4 separate regions of the Mus musculus genome follow, and all the other regions are linked to region 4. Evidence: chromatin contacts called from public HiChIP or PLAC-seq, Micro-C and promoter capture Hi-C data. All regions are on one chromosome and are shown on one strand. Each heading gives the region's core, a stretch centred on a gene start, on an enhancer-like site or on the middle of the called end of the contact. The rest is flanking DNA. Distances are from core to core; before and after follow the strand shown. Region 1 overlaps Nr3c2 (nuclear receptor subfamily 3, group C, member 2). Region 2 overlaps Nr3c2 (nuclear receptor subfamily 3, group C, member 2). Region 3 has its middle 84 kb from the start of Gm39199. Region 4 holds the start of Nr3c2 (nuclear receptor subfamily 3, group C, member 2).

Region 1 (2,700 bases), core at 193-2,692, 270 kb after region 4:
GAACATTGCATCTGTTTTCCTTACTCAAGTATTGGCTATAATGCATAGTATTTTGGTTGTAGGTATTAGACATCTTCTTGAAATATAAATCAGAGAATGATATGTGTCAGTTACTGGGTGATGTATCAAGGCCTGTTCATAGGTATCTTGTTATCAGAGCACTGGTATCCTACCATATATACGCAAGGGACATTTTGGTCTCATATAAATGCTGATGACCTAAGGACCATCTGTCCAAGAGTCCTGGAGCTCATTAGCCTCCAACTTCAGCATCCTCCTGCTGTAATTCTGGAGAAACTGTATCTTACCAGTGTGGGATTCTGTTTAGATAATCAGCCCCTTACCCCAATCCTGCCAGGCACTTTGTCCTTCCATCCATTGCCTTTGTGGAGGACACTGGCCTGATTTTGTTCAGAAGGCTGAGTTGAGCCTTGGCTGAAGTTGTTTTCCAGGGAGACAAGCCTACTCTGGGGCTTAAGATGAAACCAAACAGCCCTGCTTTGTTCCTCTGAAAAAGCTTTGTTAGGAACGGGACTGCAGCGATCAGGTGAGGAAATCTACCTGGTTCGAGACACAGAGGAAAACATTGATTCATTTGTTTGCCTGCCCTGTTGTTCCTATAGTTTTCAGCAAGCACTTAATCACTGAGGACAGTATTCCACACAGCAAAATGCCTAAACAAAGTCTGGTGTCACAACTCAGAGACGAAAAGGAAAGAGTACATCGTTGATATGGGCATGGTTAGTGGGATTTCTAACACTAACTGTGGGTCCAAGAAGCAGACATTAAAGACTAGAAATTCTCTAAGAGAAAGTTACAGGTTTTTCTATTATCCCCATTTAAATATGGAGGTTAAAGATTATAATGAGGATTAACACCTGTGTTTCTCCCAGTGTAACCTGAATCAATTTGAAAACTGTAACATGAAACTGCTCTTTATCCAAGTCATCAATGAAGACCTGACTCTTAGTAACCTTCAAGGTCCTTCCAACCGTGGAGTGACAGTCCATCCTGTCACACCAGAAAGGCCTTCTTCAGACACTGACAGTGGCAGCCGTGGAATCCACCGATAAGTTACATGTGTGGCAATCACTATGTCCCAGCCGGCTCTATGTCCCAGCGGGCTTTGATGTGAAGGGAAGCCTCCCTTGGGAACAGAAGCAAACATGAGGGAAGAAGGGTGGAGGCGAGCAGATGGGGAAAAAAAACAAAGTCTGGGTTTTCCCTTACTGCGAATGCAACATCACTTTAAGAGTTTACTGAAAGGACTTTAGAGTTTTCAAATGAACTGCTTACACTGTTTCAAATGTGAACTGAGATGCTCCAAGAAATGCTTTCAGAGAGACCTACTTTTCCTTCTGGAAGTCCTCTGGGCAGCTCAGCTTCACAGCTTCAATCACCCACTCCCGCAGCCGCCCACACCCGCAGCCACCCACTCCTGCAGCCACCCACTCCCGCAGACGCCTACTCCCTCAGCTGCCTGGGACCCCATCTCCTGTGTTTGAGTATCTGGCTCTGAAAGAACTTTCTCGGCACCTTGTTTTTCTGTTGTTCTGGGTTTCCTTTGTTTGTTTGTTTGTTTGTTTTGTTTTGTTTTGTTGAAGGGAAAGAGGTTACTGTCTATTTGTCTGTTTTAGCTAAATGGCTTTAATGTGAAGAATACTTTTGAAATGAAGACAGAAAGAGTAGTGTCTTAAAGGAGCTTTTGTTCTTGAACTGGTTTCGAGAGAGTCTCCAGTGCTCTGGAATTTACACTGTGGCAGAAGACCAAAGGACAGAATAGAAGTGAGCCTTATAAACAGCTGGGCAGGGCAGGCCTGTGTGGGCCTGGTGCTTCTCCCAGCTGCTCGCCTCTCCCCTCTCCAGATCTGCGGGACTGACCCCTGAGCCCAGGAGTCACTGCAGGTTGCCATTTCAATGCTTCAAAACAGGCCAGTTTGGTCCAGCTCCATTCAATCTGGGAGTGTTCAGACCAAGTCTACCAGTATCCTGAAGAGAACCCAGTCTAGAAAAATAACCTTTTTTTCAACTATATGCATCATTGGCTACTATTAATTCTTAATTTAGACTTATTCTGATAATGTCATAGGAATGAAATGTGGAATCGTACTTATTTTAGAAGCTGTAAACCTTGACACTGGTTTTCCCTTTTCTCTGGCCTGCTTAATCCTCCCCCTAGCGTGAGTGGCACCCTGGGAACTCCTCACTATGTGCCTCCCTTGTCCTCTGGCATACTAGAGTTAGTGTGTCGTGAGAAGATTCTCACATGCTAGCTGGCTTCTTCGGCTTAGCAACAACTCTCAGAAACAGATTCTATTCTCTATGTAGTTCCAGTCATGAAGTGTTTTATTCATTGGTAATTTCTGTTAGGTTACCTGGCCTTTCCAGTCTATTTCTCTTGAATGATTTAAATGATTTTTATAATAATAATAATAGTAGTAGTAGTGGTGTTAATATTGCTATTATTAATATTCTTTATATTTATTTATTAATATTAGTCAATAACAATAATGCCTGATTTGATCACAAAATAATCCAGTGAAACTTGCTCAGTTTACTTTTCCTGTAAATAATGTAAAAGATTACTTATAATATGATAATATGTTTAATCCTCCCCCTAACTTGAGTGGCACCCTGGGAACTCCTAACTACGTTCTGATTTTTTTTGTTTAGTTTTGTTTTGTTTTTCAATAAAACATG
Region 2 (2,967 bases), core at 247-2,746, 310 kb after region 4:
GTACCAAGCTCTGTCTTGTGGAAGCACACAAAGGTGCTCTCTGATTGTCCTTTGTAACAGCCATAAAAAGTTAAGAATCCATGTGCCCTCCCACCATTAAACATTATAACAGGGGCTGGAAAGAGAGCTCAGTGGTTAAGAACCTGTACTGATCCTGCAGAACAGCCGGGTTTAGTTCCCCAGCATCTACATCAGGCAGCTCACGCCTGTCTATAGCCCTCCTCTAAGAGATATGACACGCTCTGGCTTCCACAGCCACTGCACTCATGTACACACACACACGTGCACACACATGTTTTCTAAAACAACATGCACATGTTGTTTTAGAAAATTGTTATAAATTGTGAGGTTATTCACAAAGCTTGAAGCAGCTAGAGTGACTTCACTTAGTGTTCCCACTACTAAAATAGACACCTTTCATACTTACATGTTGAGTGGAAATTAGTTACTGAGGGATGTTATCTCTAGTGTCAAATCTCAGTATGAAAATTCAGGAGTGTGTCATTTTACACACGCACAGTTAACACACACATTTGAGAACAAAGGTTAGTCCATCAAGCTTGTTGTTCCTATCTTAGATGAGAAAGAGCCAGGTCAGACCCAGCAGGAAGAGACTAGGCCTCAACTGTGTCATAATGAAACTGTTTAAAAATCGAAAGTAAGTATTTAAAAGGTCTTAGCATTTGTTAATGCTTCATTCTTGGTAGTAGATCTACAAGCTTCTACTGTTACTATATGCATGCATGTGTGTGTGTGCGTGTGCAGGTAGATATTGTCTTAACATAGCTTCTAGCTTATGACAGGAGAAGGAAGATACTGTTACTATCCAGAGCCACGTTTGCCCCATTTCCCTGAGGGTTCCTCACCTCTTAGAAGAGGCTTGGCACCTGAGCAGAGCTCAGGGGGCATCCTGGGAGGGGACTGCATCGCAGGTGCTCACCTGTCTTGATACACCTGGAGAAATGCACCAGCCTTGTGGCCCGTCCTGTCCCTTTGACTTGGCAACTCTTTTCGTGTTTCACCAGTCATCTCTTGCTACATTTTCAAAGCCTCCCAACAGGCACTTTTTTCCTGAAAAACCATCTAAAAACAATATGATGCCTTGTTTATCCCTCAAGAAAAAAGAAAAGAAAGACCACTTCGTTGTATGTATGTATGTATTTATATGGAAACATTTGGGTGGTGGAATGAAGGGATAGGTTGGCTGTGTGAATGAAAACATTTTTGTATATGGTGACATTGCTGTCTTGATTAGAGCCAATTCTACTTCTTGTTCTTACCTTTCTAGTTTGCCTTTAATTCCCTGTAACAAGTATATTGGTGAAGTCAGTACCAGACCTACTTCATGACCTCTGTAGGAGAGGCCATGTAGAAATAGGCTTAGTCGTGACCACCTTCTGTTCACTGCAGTCAACCCAGTCCTTTCCAGTCAGTCTGTCACACCGGCAACCAGCAAGGCTTGAGCTTCACCCCACATCACCACAGCTGCTCTGGTTTGTGGGTGATCTCATCACAGCATCATCATGTTCTCACAGGGAGTTCGTGGGGCTTTAGAAACCATTGACTTACAGTTACTCAGAAAGGCATCTGACTTGTCTCTAAATTGCACATCTGCTTCATGTTGAAGCCACAGGGGGAACTGGCTCAGGGCTCTTGGTGAGCTGCCCGGGCTGCCAGGCTGGATGTGACGGTGACCCATCTTCTCAGATGTATGTGGCTGCTTTTCCTTTGCAGAGAGAAGATGCATCAGTCTGCCATGTATGAGCTGTGCCAGGGGATGCGGCAGATCAGCCTTCAGTTCGTGCGGCTTCAGCTGACCTTTGAGGAGTACTCCATAATGAAGGTTTTGCTGCTACTGAGCACAGGTATGCTGATACCCACGCTGGCACTCTTTCTACATTGTCAGATCATCTTCCCTGCATGAGAGTGGCCATTTATGATGCTCAGCTACTTAGTACCCACTCTCTGAAAAGAAATGCATGCATATGTGGAAGAGATGAAAGGAGAGTTTTTGGCCTTGCATGAACTAAATTCCTTGCTGATGATAAAACTGGATGTATTAAACAGTGAAGACCTTCATGCCTACCTACCCTCACTCAACCACTAAGCATTTGTTAAGTGTCTGGTTGTGCATATGTGGTACAATCACTTGGCCTTAGTCTGTGGGGAGCGTGTCTTATCCTGCAAGACAAGTTCAAAGATAACTTGAATACATTGAGAGACATGGTGATTTACTAAGATTAGAGGTGAGGAGGTCTGCTGGTGGCTCAAGAGAAGGACACTTCAGTTCTGTAGATGAAAGGATAGCATATAACCTGGCTGGAACGCAGGGGCTTTGAAGGGTTCCAGACTGGATCCAAGGGGAGCACATGGATTGTCTCTTTGCGTCATTCCTTTTGGCAGCGTGAGTGAACGTGTATAGGGTGGGAATGAGGCCTTAAGTAAGATGCTTAATCACTAATGTTAATTTTAAATATTTTATGCATGCATTCAGTAAATCTCCGAGATGCATCTGATCCTGTTGCACTGGGAGTCAGGGAGAATAAGGAGGGAATGTTGATTGCACCAGATTAGTCGATGCCCAGTGGAGAAGTCTAAAGCCTAGCAAACACTTCTGAGCAGAGGGTGGCAGGGTCAGTGCTGTGTTTGCAGCTATGAAAACTTACCATGGGCAACTGAATTGAAGGGAAAGATGGAGGAACAGCAGGTGAGTGGCAGATCCCGTGAGACACAGCGACAGTCACAGAAGGAGCAGAGCAAGGCTGTCCATTCAGCACGGTGGCAGAGTTGGTCTCAGTAACTGCCCAGATGGAAGAGGAAAATAGATCAAAATAAACCAGACATAATGAAGTCAAGGATAAACCAGGAGACAACGACCAATGGAGGAGATGCCACGTGTCAGAATGCCACAGCGAGGGCAAGCTTTAAGAGGACTTTGTGGACTGTAAATTCTTTTATACCAACTCT
Region 3 (2,988 bases), core at 223-2,722, 370 kb before region 4:
AACCAATAATTAACTCAGGTTCTATCTTTATATGTGATCACAAAGGCACATGGCAGGCAAAGATCAGAGACAGAGGCTCGAGGATCTGAGATGAAGAGAAAGTGTATTTGCAAACATGTCTTATTGAGTTTAAAGAGAAGCTATAAATATACTAACATCACTATGGCTATCCATTATAGTTACCCCTAGGTGCAAAATGAGGACTGAAGGTGGAGAAGCACTAGGTCAGAAAGAAGTAAAACAATCAGCTTTCCTACCAACAAACAGGGGCGCTCAGAACTCTTCGGTTTTGCCTGGTTGGGGAGATTTCAGCTACCTACTCTGAATCTTAAGGTATGCAGCCAACGTCCACATTGCAAATTGAGAGTCAGAAATAAAATCTCCAAAGAGAAACAAGAAAGTCTTTGAAAATACTGTTTGAGGGTACAGCCAGTGGACCAACATTCATACTAAGCCCACAGTCTCCTTCACTTTGTTTGTCAGAGTGTTGAGAAAATATGGAACTAAGGAAAGGCACTTCTGGCTGAAGACATTGGATGATGAAGAGGAGACTCATTATTTCTGTTTCAGTCTTAAAATACTACTAGGACTCAGCTTAAGAATTCATTTTGGGAAGCTGTGATGCATATATAACTTAGGGCAATTCTTTATGTACATTTCTCTGGTAAAAATATTTTTGTGTCAATAGATGCCTCATTATTATTCGTTTGACCATAAATGTTTCCTGTCCTTTCGTTTCTTAAACTACCATTTTAATCCTCAATTGTTTCTACACACTACATACCCAATTTGTTTACCCTGGCAGAGCAAACATCTCTACAAAGTGTCATGGATTGCTTTTAGCCATGTGGTCTGTGAAAGTAAATGTCATTATGGCTTGTCATCTCCAAGGCTGGGGGGAGCTGCCATTTAAAGTGTAATGCAGCAGAAAGTGCTGAGGGCTCCTGGCTCTCTGGACACTCATCTTTCTAGAAGTGAGCAACACTGTTCAACGCCAACATCCATGTCAGCAAAGAGACTGGCATAGGAAGTCACCTGACTCTAAACTGTTGCCATCTAACAGTTTTGCAAACGTGGACTACTAATAATCCAGCCCCATGTCAGTCTTCAGAGGTTTTCTCTCTCCTGGGAGAAAGTAGACCTCTTTGGTTCCCTGGATCAGTTCATTCCTAAATTCGCCACTCTCATTAGCAAACGCAGTCTGCCAAGGCCAGAAGGGGTGGAAATGTCAGAGCCAACACTGCACTACCTCATTGGCCATCTTTGTAAAAAGCAGTTACACAATAATACAAAGATGACGTGAGAATGTCAGAAGACCCTTCTGAAATCGAAGAGAAACAAATCCTCCTGAACAGCAAAACTCCCAACAATTTCTTTTAGAAAAATAAAATCTTCTCCCACTTTGGCAACGGAAAGCAGCTGGCACCCAGACACCGAATCGTTGGAAATGATCACATCACTGGTTTATTCTCCCCAGCAAGCTCTTAAAAGATGTTTGACTTCTGAAATAGAAGCTAAATGGTTGGCACATGTGTCCAGTTCTATAGGGTTCTGTTTCTTTTAGCATAGGACAGGAAGATGTTTTTGCTGATATTTAAGTCTGAGGACAGGATCTCTCTAAAAGCTTGCCAGAGCCGCTCTGAAATGCACAGGGGGCAGGGGCAGGACCAGTGAAAAGGAGCACACCTCTGTGATTATCAACAGGCCAGAGCTTAAAATATGCTTCATACAAAACCCTAGTTTGTGACCAAGAGAGAAATCCTCTTTCTTCTAAGGTGCAGTGTATCAGTTTTGTTCATCATGGTCTGTCTTATACAGAAAAGTCTGAACTCATCGGTAATGAATTTCAGCTCCAACTTTTCTGTTTCTATTCCAATTTCAATAGAACTGAGGTTACCAAGACAATCGTGTAAAATGAGAAAGAGAGGGGAGTAAAGGCTAAAATTCATCTATAAATATATTATTGGGATGCAAGAGTGCAAGAGAAAATAAACTAAAAGGAGACACAGGGGAACATGAAATGTAAGCTGAAAGAGAGAAATAAATTGAGCCAGATATGAGGCACATGTAGCCCCCAGGATCAGTGATATATGAGGTGTATAATACAGTCTCACACTTGCTGCTGTTCTCTTATCAAACAGAAAAAATGTATCTTGTACCACAGTCAGTTAAATATCTAAATAAAAGTCTAAAGAAGTCTTCCTTACAGCATACTATTCATCCTAAAAAAGGAAACAGTTCTCTGATCCATGCCTCCCAGCAGAAAAGGGGTAATTTGCCATTGCATTTTCAGAATTTAGTAAGATGTCTGCACACAGAAAGCTCACGATGCTCTTTGACAAGTGTATGATGAAGACCAGCCCTTTCCCCACAGAGTTTGAAAGCCTGACTCCCCATTCGGCGCTAACCAAAGAAAGGCATGGCATTGATATCAATGCCTCAGTACATTGCAACATCAGACTAGTAAGGCTTAACTTCATGGTGCCAGTGACAGTATTGTGATCACCAGATATGTTAGAATAATAAATAAAACTTTATGGTTTCGGTTTCTTAATCTCTGCAACCTTGAACCTGCTTCAAGCTTACAAACTCTAGAAAGAAAGTTAACCAGGCTTCTTGAGATGAAAATCACAAGACATGTCAAAGGTGGGCATCTGCAATGGGCCTAGAACCTGGGCCTCAACATGTTCCTCGGATTCCAACAGCAGCAAGATCAGGTGTGTTGTTGTTAAGTAACTGTTCTTTGTAAAGACAAGGTAATGTTTACCTTAACTACCCTCTTTTTGCCTTCCAGGAGATATAATACGCAGATTGCCTGTAACCATGGCAATTGGTTTAGCTGTGAGCACCCTCGTTTATTCAAAGCATAGAGGCAGTATAGGAGAGAAAATACTATCACAAATAGGGACAATGCAGTTTAATTTCAGATGCCAAGACAGGACGGGTTTGGTATTATACTCCCAGCCATATGATGCAGGCCAAGCTTGC
Region 4 (2,826 bases), core at 271-2,770:
CTGGAGTCCCAACCAGCTTGTCGTCTCCGCTGCAGTTTCTTTTGCCTCTGGGGAGTGTCCTGCTGGAGTGACTGAGACTTCCAGTCTCCTTGGGCTTGGGATCCGGGATCCTGAGGTTTAACTAACTGTAAGGAAAGGAGGGGCCTTTGGGCACAAGATGCCCTCCTCCTTCTGGGGCTTCAGCTCCTGGCGAGTGAGGGTGAGCCTGAAGCTGCACAGCTGCCGCCGGCGGCCTGCGGGTCGCCAAGGGCCAGGGGACCAGATTTAGGTGTGTATATCACTGGTGCTGACTCCCAGCCAGCAGGGGAGTCCAAAGACGAGCCTCAAACCAGTCTAAAAGTCCTTAGAAATTAAAGTTAAGGAGTCCATCTTTCGGCTTAGCAAGTGCAGTGCTTGGGTGGATGGGAGGGAAATCAGGGTTGGGCGAAGGAAAGGGGTCGAAATTTCTTCGCGCAGACAAACGATCCTTAAAAAATAGTTTTAGTGTCTCCCCTCATCCAGTATACCTGCCCCAATTATGTGCACCCCTTTCACACATTATAAAGTGAATATCCTCGAGATAGTAAGCTTTCTTGCATATTGAACTAGTGGAAAAATCCAGGACTAAAGTAGTATAAGTACAGTAACAAAATTATCAGGCGCCTCAGCTCTTGACCCTGGCACTTTTTTTTTTTTTTTTGGCAGGGGGTGGGGTGGAAGGAAGGCTGTGTTTAAAGGGGTTTGGCTGCACTGAAAGCACCCGCTTTTCCTGCGTGGTTAACACAAGGAAACTGAAATCGAGTGGGAACGAGATCCTCTGTCTCTCCGACAGCGGAGATTAAGGCTGCTCGGCGGGAAGGTAACTCTGAGAACGGGAGGGGGCGGGAGCAGAGCTTCAGGGGTCCCGGGGACACCCACCCGAGCAGTCCTAGGCCTGAGGACGCTGTGGGAGGCGCCGGGTGTGCACCGCTGTGGCTCACCTGGCGCTGCAGGTGGAGAGAGCAAGGGCTCACCATCTAGGCTGCTCTAGCGTCACCATGCTTTCCCCTTCTCTCCAGATTGCTGTGGTCGCCAGGGAGGGTGGGGGGGGGGCGACAGTTGTGTAGGTGAGAAGTTTGGGGCGAAGGAGCAGAGTGGGCTAAAGGGTAGCGTGTGCAGGGGTTGCCCGGTCGGGGCCACCTCCGGGAACCAGGAGAACTCGCCGCCTCTGCGGCTTTAAGGAAGCTGCGGAGTCCAGGCTGTGTCGCAGCAACTTTGTATCAGTCATGTCGCCCGCCTGGTGACTGACAGCCCCTGTTGCCCAATGAGAAGCGCGCCTGGCCCGCACAGCGTGGAGCCTTGTTTCCCCCTTGGCCAATGGAAATGGCTCCAGCGGGCGGGACAGCGACCTGAACTTTCTGGACATGTGACCCGGTTTAAAAGGGCCGGCTTTCCACTCCCCCCTCGGGGCTTTCGCCCGCCCCCTCCTCTTGGCCCGCCCCGGCCCTGCCCCTGACCCCTCCCCTCAGCTCCTGCGCACCCGGGGTGTCATTGGGCCCGGGAGAAGAGAGCCAACTTCAGGCTGCTCAGAGGAAGCTTGTGCAAGTCACCTGGGCGCCAAGCGCTGCTGTCTTGGGCTCTCCCGCTGCAGGGAGAGCGGCACTTGCTGGCCTGGATGTGGTTGGATGTAGGGGGGCTCCGCAGCAGGGGTGTCGTGGAGGTGGCAAGCACTGCAACAGGTAGACGGCGAGAGGACGACCCTGGCCAAGGCAGGTGTGTAGGGGTGCGCAGTGGGGCGTCTCTGGTCCAGCCCGGTGTGCGACTGTGGCAAGGGTGGCTTGCACTTTGCAGGGAGAAGCCGCTGCGTAATCCGGAGGCACAGTCAGTATGGTTCTGTGTGCTTGTTGTTTTGTTTTGGTTTTTCATCCCCCACACCCTCCCCACCCCCACCCCCCCCCACCCCCGGCTGGCTGAGGACTATTTTGGGAAAGTTTGGCCACTTTGGATAAATGCCCTCTAAAGAGCGGCTTTTAACCGCCTTTGGCAGTGGGCGGTCTACCACCCTCCCCTTTCCCCAAAAATGAATTTCAGATCGTTTGGCTCTTGCAAATTTTAAAGGACGTTTGAATAATGTTTCTTTCATCTATCAATTGCGGAAGCTCCCCAGTCTGAGTGGGAGGTGTAGCCGATAAGGGCAGTTGAAGGAGCTAGATCACCATAGATCTTGTATGAACGAGGTCTGGAAAATCTTGCGTTCCCAGTTCCTTTATATTTGGGGAAACTCTAGGGGATTCTTAGGACAGGGACAGACAAGGGATGAAGCTACTTTGGGTGGCATCCTTTTCCAGATGGGTTTTAGGTACATGACTTTTCCTGCTGAATTTTTAAAAGACGAGGTTTAAATCATAATGCTTCATCATACCATCTGCTTTATTTATTTATCATATCGTAGTTCGGAAAACTTTTGCTAGCAGAAGAGTTATTAAAGCCGCTGAGTTTTAAAGACACCAAGCTGCATCTTAACATCGCGGGTCTTCACTCTGTAGGTACTGTTATTGGTGATATTTACATAGTAGTGATAACAGCATTCTCCATCTATGTAGTCCTCCCTTGGAGCTTTAATTCCACGTTTGACATCATGGCATGCTACCTACCATTTGTGTCATGAAATACTTTCGGGAGTTTAGGAGAGACTAAAGCTAAAGCAAAGCTTTTTCTTTTATGGAAAGCTTTTTCCTTAAAGGAAGAGGGCAGGTGAGAGGAGAGAGAGAGAGAGAGAGAGAGAGAGAGAGAGAGAGAGAGAGAGAGAGAGAGAGAGAGCAAGCTGATGCGGCTCATTGGGTCAAGCCAGTGAGCAGAACTCATGTG

What was found. Promoter capture Hi-C pulls out the DNA fragments that hold promoters and counts their contacts. Hi-C and Micro-C count contacts between places; a contact is called where the count stands out from the background. HiChIP or PLAC-seq counts read pairs in DNA pulled down with a chosen protein or histone mark.
Region 1: a contact with region 4 is called in an H3K27ac HiChIP or PLAC-seq map of neural progenitor cells, with 4 times the contacts expected there. The contact joins the enhancer-like site here to the promoter of Nr3c2 in region 4. A contact is called at or near these places in 4 of 39 promoter capture datasets (the 3T3-L1 cell line, hippocampal neurons and liver), 5 of 484 Hi-C or Micro-C datasets (cerebral cortex, neural progenitor cells, neurons and 2 more), 2 of 115 datasets of contacts at active chromatin or transcription factors (forebrain and neural progenitor cells) and 3 of 9 other capture datasets (adipose tissue, embryonic stem cells and pancreatic islet).
Region 2: a Micro-C map of muscle stem cells shows a contact between it and region 4, with 5 times the contacts expected there. The contact joins the enhancer-like site here to the promoter of Nr3c2 in region 4. A contact is called at or near these places in 10 of 39 promoter capture datasets (the 3T3-L1 cell line, 3T3-L1-derived adipocytes, embryonic stem cells and 4 more), 5 of 484 Hi-C or Micro-C datasets (embryonic stem cells, muscle stem cells, nephron progenitors and 2 more) and 3 of 115 datasets of contacts at active chromatin or transcription factors (embryonic forebrain, embryonic stem cells and forebrain).
Region 3: a contact with region 4 is called in a promoter capture Hi-C map of hippocampal neurons, with 10 times the contacts expected there. The contact joins the enhancer-like site here to the promoter of Nr3c2 in region 4. A contact is called at or near these places in 4 of 39 promoter capture datasets (the 3T3-L1 cell line, hippocampal neurons and liver), 3 of 484 Hi-C or Micro-C datasets (cortical neurons, muscle stem cells and ventral hippocampal neurons) and 2 of 115 datasets of contacts at active chromatin or transcription factors (forebrain and neural progenitor cells).

Annotation. Positions count from the first base shown.
Region 1 is chr8:77,172,134-77,174,833 of GRCm38.p6, forward strand. All of the region lies in intron 4 of Nr3c2 (nuclear receptor subfamily 3, group C, member 2), which reads left to right. Among named protein-coding and RNA genes, the nearest start is that of Gm24838, 27 kb to the left of the region's middle. Within about 2 kb of position 1,443, at least 30 of the 459 cell types and tissues checked have an H3K27ac peak or open chromatin away from gene starts, as enhancers often do. A contact at or near this core is called in neural progenitor cells, where this site is marked.
Region 2 is chr8:77,208,910-77,211,876 of GRCm38.p6, forward strand. Nr3c2 (nuclear receptor subfamily 3, group C, member 2) reads left to right here. Exons shown (of 9, transcript NM_001083906.2): 7 at 1,735-1,865. Among named protein-coding and RNA genes, the nearest start is that of Gm24838, 64 kb to the left of the region's middle. Within about 2 kb of position 1,497, at least 17 of the 459 cell types and tissues checked have an H3K27ac peak or open chromatin away from gene starts, as enhancers often do. A contact at or near this core is called in muscle stem cells and pre-pro-B cells, where this site is marked.
Region 3 is chr8:76,528,694-76,531,681 of GRCm38.p6, forward strand. No RefSeq gene overlaps it. Among named protein-coding and RNA genes, the nearest start is that of Gm39199, 84 kb to the left of the region's middle. Within about 2 kb of position 1,473, at least 3 of the 459 cell types and tissues checked have an H3K27ac peak or open chromatin away from gene starts, as enhancers often do. A contact at or near this core is called in hippocampal neurons and muscle stem cells, where this site is marked.
Region 4 is chr8:76,900,810-76,903,635 of GRCm38.p6, forward strand. Nr3c2 (nuclear receptor subfamily 3, group C, member 2) reads left to right here and starts at 1,521. Exons shown (of 9, transcript NM_001083906.2): 1 at 1,521-1,731.